Regions from separate parts of the Mus musculus genome. Here all the other regions are linked to region 3. The links are chromatin contacts, called in public promoter capture Hi-C maps. All regions are on one chromosome and are shown on one strand. Each heading gives the region's core, a stretch centred on a gene start, on an enhancer-like site or on the middle of the called end of the contact. The rest is flanking DNA. Distances are from core to core; before and after follow the strand shown. Region 1 overlaps St3gal5 (ST3 beta-galactoside alpha-2,3-sialyltransferase 5). Region 2 has its middle 27 kb from the start of Gm38832. Region 3 overlaps Polr1a (polymerase (RNA) I polypeptide A).

Region 1 (2,807 bases), core at 131-2,630, 190 kb after region 3:
ACAGGAACCAGCAAGTTCTGTGAGGTCAGGACACTTGTTCTCTGATAACACTGAAGGTCATTGTCTCCCAGACGGCACAAAGCCATAGAACAAAATTTACCATCTTAGCCAGTCCTGAGGGCCAAATCAGAGCATTGCAACATGCCAAGCAAACATACCACTGGGTGCATGCGTGTGTGTGTGTGTGTGTGTGTGTGTGTGTGTGTATGTGTGTGTGTGCACTATAACACAGTACGGAGGTCAGAGGACCACTTTGGGGAGTAAGCTTACTCCTTCTATTCTGTGAGTTCCCAGAGATTAATTAAACTCAGGTCAGCAGCAAGCATCTTTACCTACTGAGCCATCTTTCTGGCCCTCCAGAATCTTTCAAAAATACTGTTTTTGTTACTGTCAGACACATTCCTTATCTCTGCATCTCCTCAGTCCCTGGTCCCACTATTCTTCCTTGTGTTTTCTATAGATCTGACCACTATGCATACTGCAGGTAAGTACAGTCAGCCAACTTAGGGCCCATCTTCTGGTGACAGTTTGCCTCAGTGGCATAATGAAAGTAATGGCCTTGTAGAGTTTCTGTTCTTGTCATAAGATATGGCCTTCTGGTTCCTGCCCATTCCTGAGAAAACACTAACCCTAAAAGGTAAATGATGTATATCATCAGATGGTAATCACAGGACTAAATGTCTAGACAGTGTCATTTCTAATGTTGGAGAGGTTTTAAAGCCTATGTTGGTCATCCCCTTCCAGAGAGCTCAGAGCTATGCTCAGGAAGTCTTGCAGAAGGAATGTCGGCCCAGGTACGCGAAGACGGCTATGGCTCTGTTATTTGAGGACAGGTACAGCATCAACTTGGAGCCTTTTGTGCAGAAGGTCCCCACGGCCAGTGAAGCTGAGCTCAAGTATGACCCGCCTTTTGGATTCCGGAAGTTCTCCAGTAAAGTCCAGAGCCTCTTGGATATGCTGCCCGAACATGACTTTCCTGAACACTTGAGAGCCAAGGCCTGCAAGCGCTGTGTGGTTGTTGGGAACGGGGGCATCCTGCACGGACTAGAGCTGGGTCACGCCCTCAACCAGTTCGATGTGGTAATAAGGTATCTGCGCTCCAAACCAGCCTTGCTTCTCTAGAATCTTCCAGGGACAGAGAGGAACAGTGGGAGCTCTTCAGCACCCCTGCTTCAACTCTTGGGGGTGTTGAAACAAAATCACAAATGGCCAAGTGTCCAAACTGCATTGCTTACCCTAGATCCAAGGCCTATGTGTGGGCTGCCGTCACTGGCCAGGCCTCGCAGAGGAAGGAGGTTTGGAAAGGTGGAGGTGGGGGCTTGGTAACCAGTACTGTAAGACAGAGCCTGTAGGCTGATGCAAGGCAGGAGGGCAACACCTGGCTTTGGGGACAAAGTTTAGGGACAGTGAGCCCTGGGAGGACAGCCAGCCTCCAGGGCAGTTAGAACTCAGCACAGGCAGGAAACAGCCATCCTAGAGTTCAGTGATGTTCCTGACTCTTCAAGGGGGGGCGAGTGCTTGCTTGCATACTTGTTTGGTTTGGGGGCTTCTTGTTGTTGGGGGCGTTGTTTTGTTTGTTTGGTTGGTTTCTGTTTTTTAGGACAGGATCTCTCTGCCTAGGGTTAAAGGCATGTGCCACCACACAGTGCCTAAAAGTTATTTTTCCTATTTAATTATTTAGATTAGGGATATAGCCAAATGGTAGAATGCTTGCTTATAATACACAGGGGCCTGGATTTAGTGATAGTGCAGGAAAGAAAAAGGTTATCCAATTATAAATGTAAAACATACCCATTATTAGGAAGAAAATGAGGGCTACTCGGAACAGGAATCAGCAGCCACTGCCGACTGCTGTGCAGCCCCCCTCACTCCTGCTCTGGATGTGAGGTTGCGTCTGTGTTTCTGTCTCTCTCTAAAGATTGACTTTGTTTTTGGTTTGTGTAACCTGTGTATGTGTGCACATGCGAGGGAGTGCCCGTGGAGGCCAGAAGAGGCCGTCAGAATCTCCCAAGTGAAGTTACAGGCTGCTGTTAGCCACCCAACATGGCTGCTAGAAACCAAACTCTGGAAGAGCAGCAGGCGCCCTTCACCACGGGGCACCTCTCCAGCCCTCCACTGTGTTTTTACAAGATAGTTTAAACTTACACTTATGATTAGTTTCTGAGGTCTTAGTATCTTAGCGCTCCTTTAGAAGAAGATAATTTTTTGGTGGCTCTTTTGCCAGACATTAGAATATTTATGTCTCTTTACTTTTTATTGTGAAACTACTTTGCATATTTTTATGCACATGTCGTTTTATCCAGCTATGATTGGTTCCTTAGACAAGTTATTTAAAATAGAATTGGTCTCTTCAAGACCTGGGGCCTATTTTTCCGACCCTGGGTTACACTGCAGTAAATTAGCCACAAGATCTGGGTCCTCATTCAGTCTGTCCTGCAGAGACCCATGGGCAGGCGGGAGAGAGGGGAATGAAGACAGAGCCTACAGACGAAGGTGTGACATGCATGGCTGGGGGTGACACACAAAGAGTGGAAATAGTGACAAGACTGAATTTGGGGGACATACTGAAAAGTAATTGACAGCCCCTTTTAATAGCTTGAAAACTAATCTCAAGTGATAGATTTCTACTCCAGGGATCTCTGACCTTAGCAGAACCACTAACCAGAACCACTAACAGAACCCCGGAAGTGGGGAAAAACTGGTTAGCAAGGGACATGACAAAACCCATCCCAGCCATTTTGACTCCCAAAATGAGGATGTTCACATGGACCTTTGTGATTTGGGCCAGCCACTCCACAGTGCCTCAG
Region 2 (2,753 bases), core at 119-2,618, 240 kb after region 3:
TGCCAGATCAGCAGCTCTGACCACCGCCCCCTCTTCTTTAGTCTCATGGTGCCGCACATCTGGACTGTGAAGAAAGACTGCACGGGTACAATTGCTCAGTTGATGCCCCCCCCCCAGTTGGATGGTGTTGGGTGAGTCTTGGGGGTCCTGTTTTTCTATATTGCTGTTAACAGATTCTCTTGCTAGGCTGCTGTGAGGATTGATTAACTGATACTGGCTCTGAAGGGTCAGCTCCATATAATAATCACGCTGCCTTTTAGTGAGCACTTGATACAACCAGACTCCAGCTAGTTCCCTACCTAGTTCATCTGAAACCTTCACAGGAGACTCCCAAGTAGCTTACCATTAAAAAAAAAAAAACAAAAAAACAAAAAAAAAAACAAAAAACAAAACAAAAAAAAAAAAACAAAAAAAAAAAAACAAAAAAAAAAACATCTATTTATTCTTTGACAGTTTCACACACATATACAGTGTACCTTGATCATGCCCCTGCCCGATCCCTGCCTCCCATGTTCATGTCCTCTTAATTTTTCTGTTATCATCGTCATCGGCGGCGGCGTCATCATCATCATCATCGAACCCACCGAGTTCAAATAGAGCTGCTTGATGGGAAACTGACAGACCTACGGCTTGGTCTTGTGCTGGTAACCCCAACAGAAATGAAGTGAGTTCCCGGAATTCAGCAGTTCCCAGCTCCCCTCCCCATCCACAGACTCTCACAGTCTCCCTTCCTCTGCTAAGGTTCTCTGAGCCTTGGGGGAGGAGGTTGGTTTGCTGATCCTATTTAGGCCTGAGTTCTCCGTAATCACTTAGCATCAGCACTTTGACTAATTCTAAGTCTCTGTATTAATTGTTACTCGGGCCAGAAGCGTCTCTGACCAATGTGGTTCTAATCTATGGATACAAATATAAATGCCTTAACATTTTGTCCCAGTGTTACAGATGGGCAGGTAGAGGCCCTTGCCCACAGTCACAGAGAGAGGGGCAGGGTGGTGAGTGGTTTATTTCCTTCCCAGGTTCCAAGGACCCATTGGGAACCATCCTGGGCCATGCAGGTCTCTGGCTGATGGTCCTGAAGGTTTGGAACAGGATGTGTGGGGATCAGAGCTCATCAGCTCTGCTGGACCCTCCCCTCACCCACATCCAGAGTCCTGGTTCTCTTGTTAAAAGCTGGGGTGGGGGAAGGAGCCCTTACACACAGCGCAAATGTGTCCCTCGCTGCCTGGATTCTCCTGGAACCCGGGCTGCGCGCACAGACAGAAGTTGTGTACACAGGATTTTAGTATTTCCTCTCCGGCTCCAGCCCCAATTTGAGGGCCTGTAAAAGCTTGAACGGCGTCCAGTGCGGCGTGGTTTGCCTAAGCCAGGCTCCCGGCGCTGAGTCAAAGCCCACACAGGGACCAGGGCGCCTGGGGTGGGGTGGGGGGACCAAGCAAGGAGGGGCGGATGGCGGGAGGGAAGCTGCTGGGGGGATGGAAGCACGGAGAAAGGCGCCAGCTGTGGGGGTAAGGGGACGCGGGGCGGGGAGGGGACTCCAGAGCGCCCACACGCAAACGGCCCAGTCTGCCAGGAGCTGGCTGATCTAGCTCTAAGCAAACCTCAGGGGCTGGGGCGCACTCCTGGGGAGAGGCTGAGGCGTAATTCCGTGACCCCTTTCCTCCCCCAGAGCCAGGGAAGCTTTCCCGTGTTGGTTGGGACAGTATTGGAGGTTAGGGAGAGAAGGCTCCTTGTGGCCGGGAGGTAGGTACTGAAGACTCTTCAGGCCACTGACTTTTAAGCATCTCAACTCTCAGCGTGAAAACGCCTTGTCCTTGAGCTGTGTGAACCTTCACAGCTCCCTCACTCAGCGTTCTCTCCTCTGTAAAGCCCGAGGGTGTGTCTACTCCCATCTCTGCAGCTCTAGTTCCAGCATATGGATGTGTGAGGCAGGAGAGAGACACAGGAAAAAAAAAAAAAAAAGGACGGGTCTTCCTCACCCTGGGACCCAGTGTGCAATGCCTGCTGGCTGTGCCCAGAAACTGCAATCCTGTTGATCAAGCCGAAACTGTCAATTGAGGTTGGGCTTGTCTTCTTGAATCCATAGCAAACATGGGTGTTTAAAACACACATGGTGCACACTTTGGGTCGAGGGCTGTGGCCTTAAAGTTACCAGGATCAGCGTCTTCTCCTCTCTAAATCTAAACACGCCTCATAAAACCTTACCTTGCAAATTCATTCGTAATCTCTTAAGACACGTAAGTAAACTGTTCACTTTCTAAACTTAATTTTTTTTAATGGGTGGTGGTGGAGAATGTCAGCAGGGTGGAACAGTCTGAAGCTTCTGTACCCCAAGCTAGCTAGGCACTCTCTGTGTGATTGAGGGTGACCTTGAACTCCTGATCCTCCGTCTCCACCTCCCGAGTGTCGAGATTGGGGGGGGGGGGGGGAAGCATGTGTCACCACACCCAACTTAAACTTCACTTAAGTTTTAAACTTTGCTTAATCTTTAAGGCTTGTGGTAATTGCATCCTTTGAATGGCATAATTTAGAAAAACCGCAGGATCCTGCAAAGTGCCACTGTGCTGGTGCAGTAGTGTGACTTCCTCTAGAAAACCTGCCCTCAACGTCGGAGCTGTGGACACTCTTTTCCTAGTGGCCATTCATATTCTCCCCCCTCCCCCTGCCCCCCCCACTCTCCATCTCCTTCTCCCCTCCCCCTCTCCTCCTTCCTGCCTCCCCCTCCCTCATCAGTGCTTAATGTTTTACCTCTTAAC
Region 3 (2,850 bases), core at 338-2,837:
GTCACAGTAAAGGGACATAAACAATAAAACTAAATAGTACTTGGCTTATATGGGTAGCTCCTATAAGAGATGACCCCTGCAGCCCGGCTTTGGTGACCCTTCCCTACACAGGTGATCATCAGGGAAGGAGAGCTGCTCTGCGGAGTGCTGGACAAGGCACACTATGGGAGCTCTGCCTACGGCCTGGTCCACTGCTGCTATGAGATCTATGGGGGTGAGACCAGCGGCAGGGTTCTCACCTGCCTAGCCCGCCTCTTCACTGCCTACCTCCAGCTCTATAGAGGTTTCACCTTGGGTAAGTACCCTGCTTGTGGCCCTGGCTCTGTTCACCTTACAGGATGGCACCTAGGCAGTTTTCTTGGTCGATGTTTAGGCTCTTGCCATCAGTGCTATCCACTGACTTTGCACAGCCAGTGCTCCTTTCCCTCCAGCAGTGCAAAGCAACCCTCCCATCCCCGTTCTGTCCCTTCAACCCACTCGTTATGATAGCATAAACTCCTGCACCCAACTCACAAGTGAAAGCCAGACCTAACCAACAGCCGTGCTTGAAGCTCTTCTAGCCCAGGGCACAGACAGGAATGGTTCAGTGCACTGGTGACCTATGTGCCAAGGGTTGACAGAGCAAGCAAGGCCATGCTAGGAGGGAGGAGAGTTTGGGGGAGGGCTGCCTAATTGGCAGAGATCATCATTACAGGGATGGCCTGGATGCGACCTCATGCAGGGTCTGCTTTTATGCTTTTGGCTTCCACGGAAAGGAATCATCTCCTCCTCTTCCTGCTTGCATAGAGTCTTCAGAAGCCTCAGATTTCCAGCTACTGTAATGGGACTTCCAGATGTTTGCTCTTGCTCTTAAACAGTCAGTTGTTGCCTTCCCACTCAGATCTCTTAAGTCTGGCATTCTTGTGTAGAAACAAAACATTGTTGGGTTGAAAAGAAATTACTGTACTTGACGTGGATGCGTGCTTGCATGCATGCATACAGCTGTAGATCGGGTTCCTGGGATACTCACTGTCAGCCTCTCTTCTACTGCTGAACAGCCAAAATCTCTAGCCATTTCATCCCACATATATTTATTGGATGTAGCCAGCAGAGCTTCTGGCTAAAAAGCAGAAGTTTGAAACTTAAGCCTCGGCTTTCTTCTGTGTATCTCAGTTTTGAGCCCTAATTGTATCACTTACGAAAGAGAAGTTGTAGTGTTTAGGCCTCCATGAGCATTCATTAGTGTTAATATAGCTGTTCCAGAGTTTCTCTTACCTGTAGCTCTCAACTTTGGGTCAAAGCATCACCAAGTTTACTAGCCAGTGCAACATTAGGCCTGGGCCCTGTTGATCTTCTCTGTTTGACTTTGCAGGTGTAGAAGACATTTTGGTTAAGCCAAATGCAGATGTGGTGAGACAGCGTATCATTGAAGAATCTACCCAGTGTGGACCCCAGGTAAAGAGGAGGACTGGGAGGCTGTGGTCTGCTGTCCACCTTACAGAATAAAACCACGCCCTCCTTTGGCTAGAGCTTCCTGTTCCTTTCTTCGTTCTAGGCTGTCAAGGCTGCATTGAGCCTGCCAGAAACTGCATCATGTGATGAAATCCAAGGGAAATGGCAGGATGCCCATCTGAGCAAAGACCAGAGGGATTTTAACATGATTGATATGAAGTTCAAGGAGGAAGTGAACCATTACAGCAATGAGATTAACAAGGTTAGCCTGGCCATACAGTGCACAAATCCCCATCTTTTTGAATGCTGATTTCTGTTGGTTTGCTTTTAATTACATTTGATTCTCACCCTGAGCCTTTTAGATCAGCCCAACTAGGTGAAGTTTGAAGTTGGGTAGGTAGAATCCGTCTTTGTGAAGAGCTCACACAGAGTCTGGGAAGGCCTTGGTTTCATGCAAAAGAGGAACGCTTTGAGCAGCATTTCTAAATGTGTTTCCTTTGAAGTTGCTGCATTAAAGGGGCTGAAGAAAGAAGCCTGCCTGTAGAACCACTCCACTGTAGGTAGATGTACAGAATGAAAGGCAGAAGTCTCTGATGCTTGTGCAGCAGCACCAAGGGAATGCCTGGCCTCCTGTTGTACTTGGTCCTTGCTGTGTGACCTTAAGGAAGTCGTGTGCCTGGGCACTGAGTTGTTCTCACCGAGAAGCAGGCGTGTGAGGATGCTGAGCCCCTCCTCTGGCAGTCCTGGAGGAGATGGGACTCTGCATGGGTCAAGGTCACATGTGCTCTCCCTGTGCTCCAGAGCCTGGACTCCCCGTCTTGTGGTTTGGAGGAGCCACCAGCCAGGAGTCTGTCCTGAGCAAAGCAAGAACGAGGCTACTACTCAGCATCAGTCTGTCTGTGGATCCTCTCCCTGATGTTCAGTTGGTGGCCTAGAGAACAGCTCTCCTCAGTAGAAAGTTGTATTCAAGCCGGGCGTGGTGGTGCACGCCTTTAATCCCAGCACTCAGGAGGCAGAGGCAGGCGGATTTCTGAGTTCGAGGCCAGCCTGGTCTGCAGAGTGAGTTCCAGGACAGCCAGGGCTATACAGAGAAACCCTGTCTCGAAACCCCCCCCCCAAAAAGAAAGTTTTATTCAGAGGAGCCTTAGCACTGCCTGGGAAAGCAGGAGCCTTGCCCTCCAGAGCTGACAGCACATCTTAGAATAGATTCTTGTCCCGTGGCTCACTTCCTGCCCAGGCTCTGCCGCTCCTGTGCAGAGTTGGGTGTCTAGATCTCCAGACAAAGGCTGAAACAGATTCAGAACCCATGTCATTGTCCCCCAGGATCTCCCTGTGGGCTTCCTCACTTCTGCTGGCTTTTTGCTGAGGCAAGGCTCCCAACCCAGTGCTTGGTGTTGTGCTGGTGAGTGTGGACATTGG

Evidence for each region. Capture Hi-C pulls out chosen DNA fragments and counts their contacts.
Region 1: a contact with region 3 is called in a promoter capture Hi-C map of liver. The contact joins two enhancer-like sites. A contact is called at or near these places in 2 of 15 datasets of contacts at CTCF or cohesin (the G1E-ER4 cell line and large pre-B cells), 8 of 484 Hi-C or Micro-C datasets (bone marrow-derived macrophages, embryonic fibroblasts, embryonic limb bud and 3 more), 5 of 115 datasets of contacts at active chromatin or transcription factors (epiblast stem cells, fetal liver, microglia and 2 more) and 3 of 9 other capture datasets (adipose tissue, liver and pancreatic islet).
Region 2: a promoter capture Hi-C map of adipose tissue shows a contact between it and region 3. The contact joins two enhancer-like sites. A contact is called at or near these places in 1 of 15 datasets of contacts at CTCF or cohesin (the NIH/3T3 cell line), 1 of 484 Hi-C or Micro-C datasets (bone marrow-derived macrophages), 3 of 115 datasets of contacts at active chromatin or transcription factors (cardiomyocytes, embryonic midbrain and pancreatic cancer cells) and 3 of 9 other capture datasets (adipose tissue, liver and pancreatic islet).

Annotation. Positions count from the first base shown.
Region 1 is chr6:72,141,396-72,144,202 of GRCm38.p6, forward strand. It overlaps St3gal5 (ST3 beta-galactoside alpha-2,3-sialyltransferase 5), which reads left to right. Exons shown (of 7, transcript NM_001035228.2): 4 at 745-1,088. Among named protein-coding and RNA genes, the nearest start is that of Gm38832, 19 kb to the right of the region's middle. Within about 2 kb of position 1,381, at least 11 of the 459 cell types and tissues checked have an H3K27ac peak or open chromatin away from gene starts, as enhancers often do. A contact at or near this core is called in liver, where this site is marked.
Region 2 is chr6:72,187,798-72,190,550 of GRCm38.p6, forward strand. No RefSeq gene overlaps it. Among named protein-coding and RNA genes, the nearest start is that of Gm38832, 27 kb to the left of the region's middle. Within about 2 kb of position 1,369, at least 87 of the 459 cell types and tissues checked have an H3K27ac peak or open chromatin away from gene starts, as enhancers often do. A contact at or near this core is called in adipose tissue, where this site is marked.
Region 3 is chr6:71,949,229-71,952,078 of GRCm38.p6, forward strand. It overlaps Polr1a (polymerase (RNA) I polypeptide A), which reads left to right. Exons shown (of 34, transcript NM_009088.3): 16 at 112-295; 17 at 1,352-1,434; 18 at 1,535-1,693. Among named protein-coding and RNA genes, the nearest start is that of Gm26628, 13 kb to the right of the region's middle. Within about 2 kb of position 1,588, at least 43 of the 459 cell types and tissues checked have an H3K27ac peak or open chromatin away from gene starts, as enhancers often do. A contact at or near this core is called in adipose tissue and liver, where this site is marked.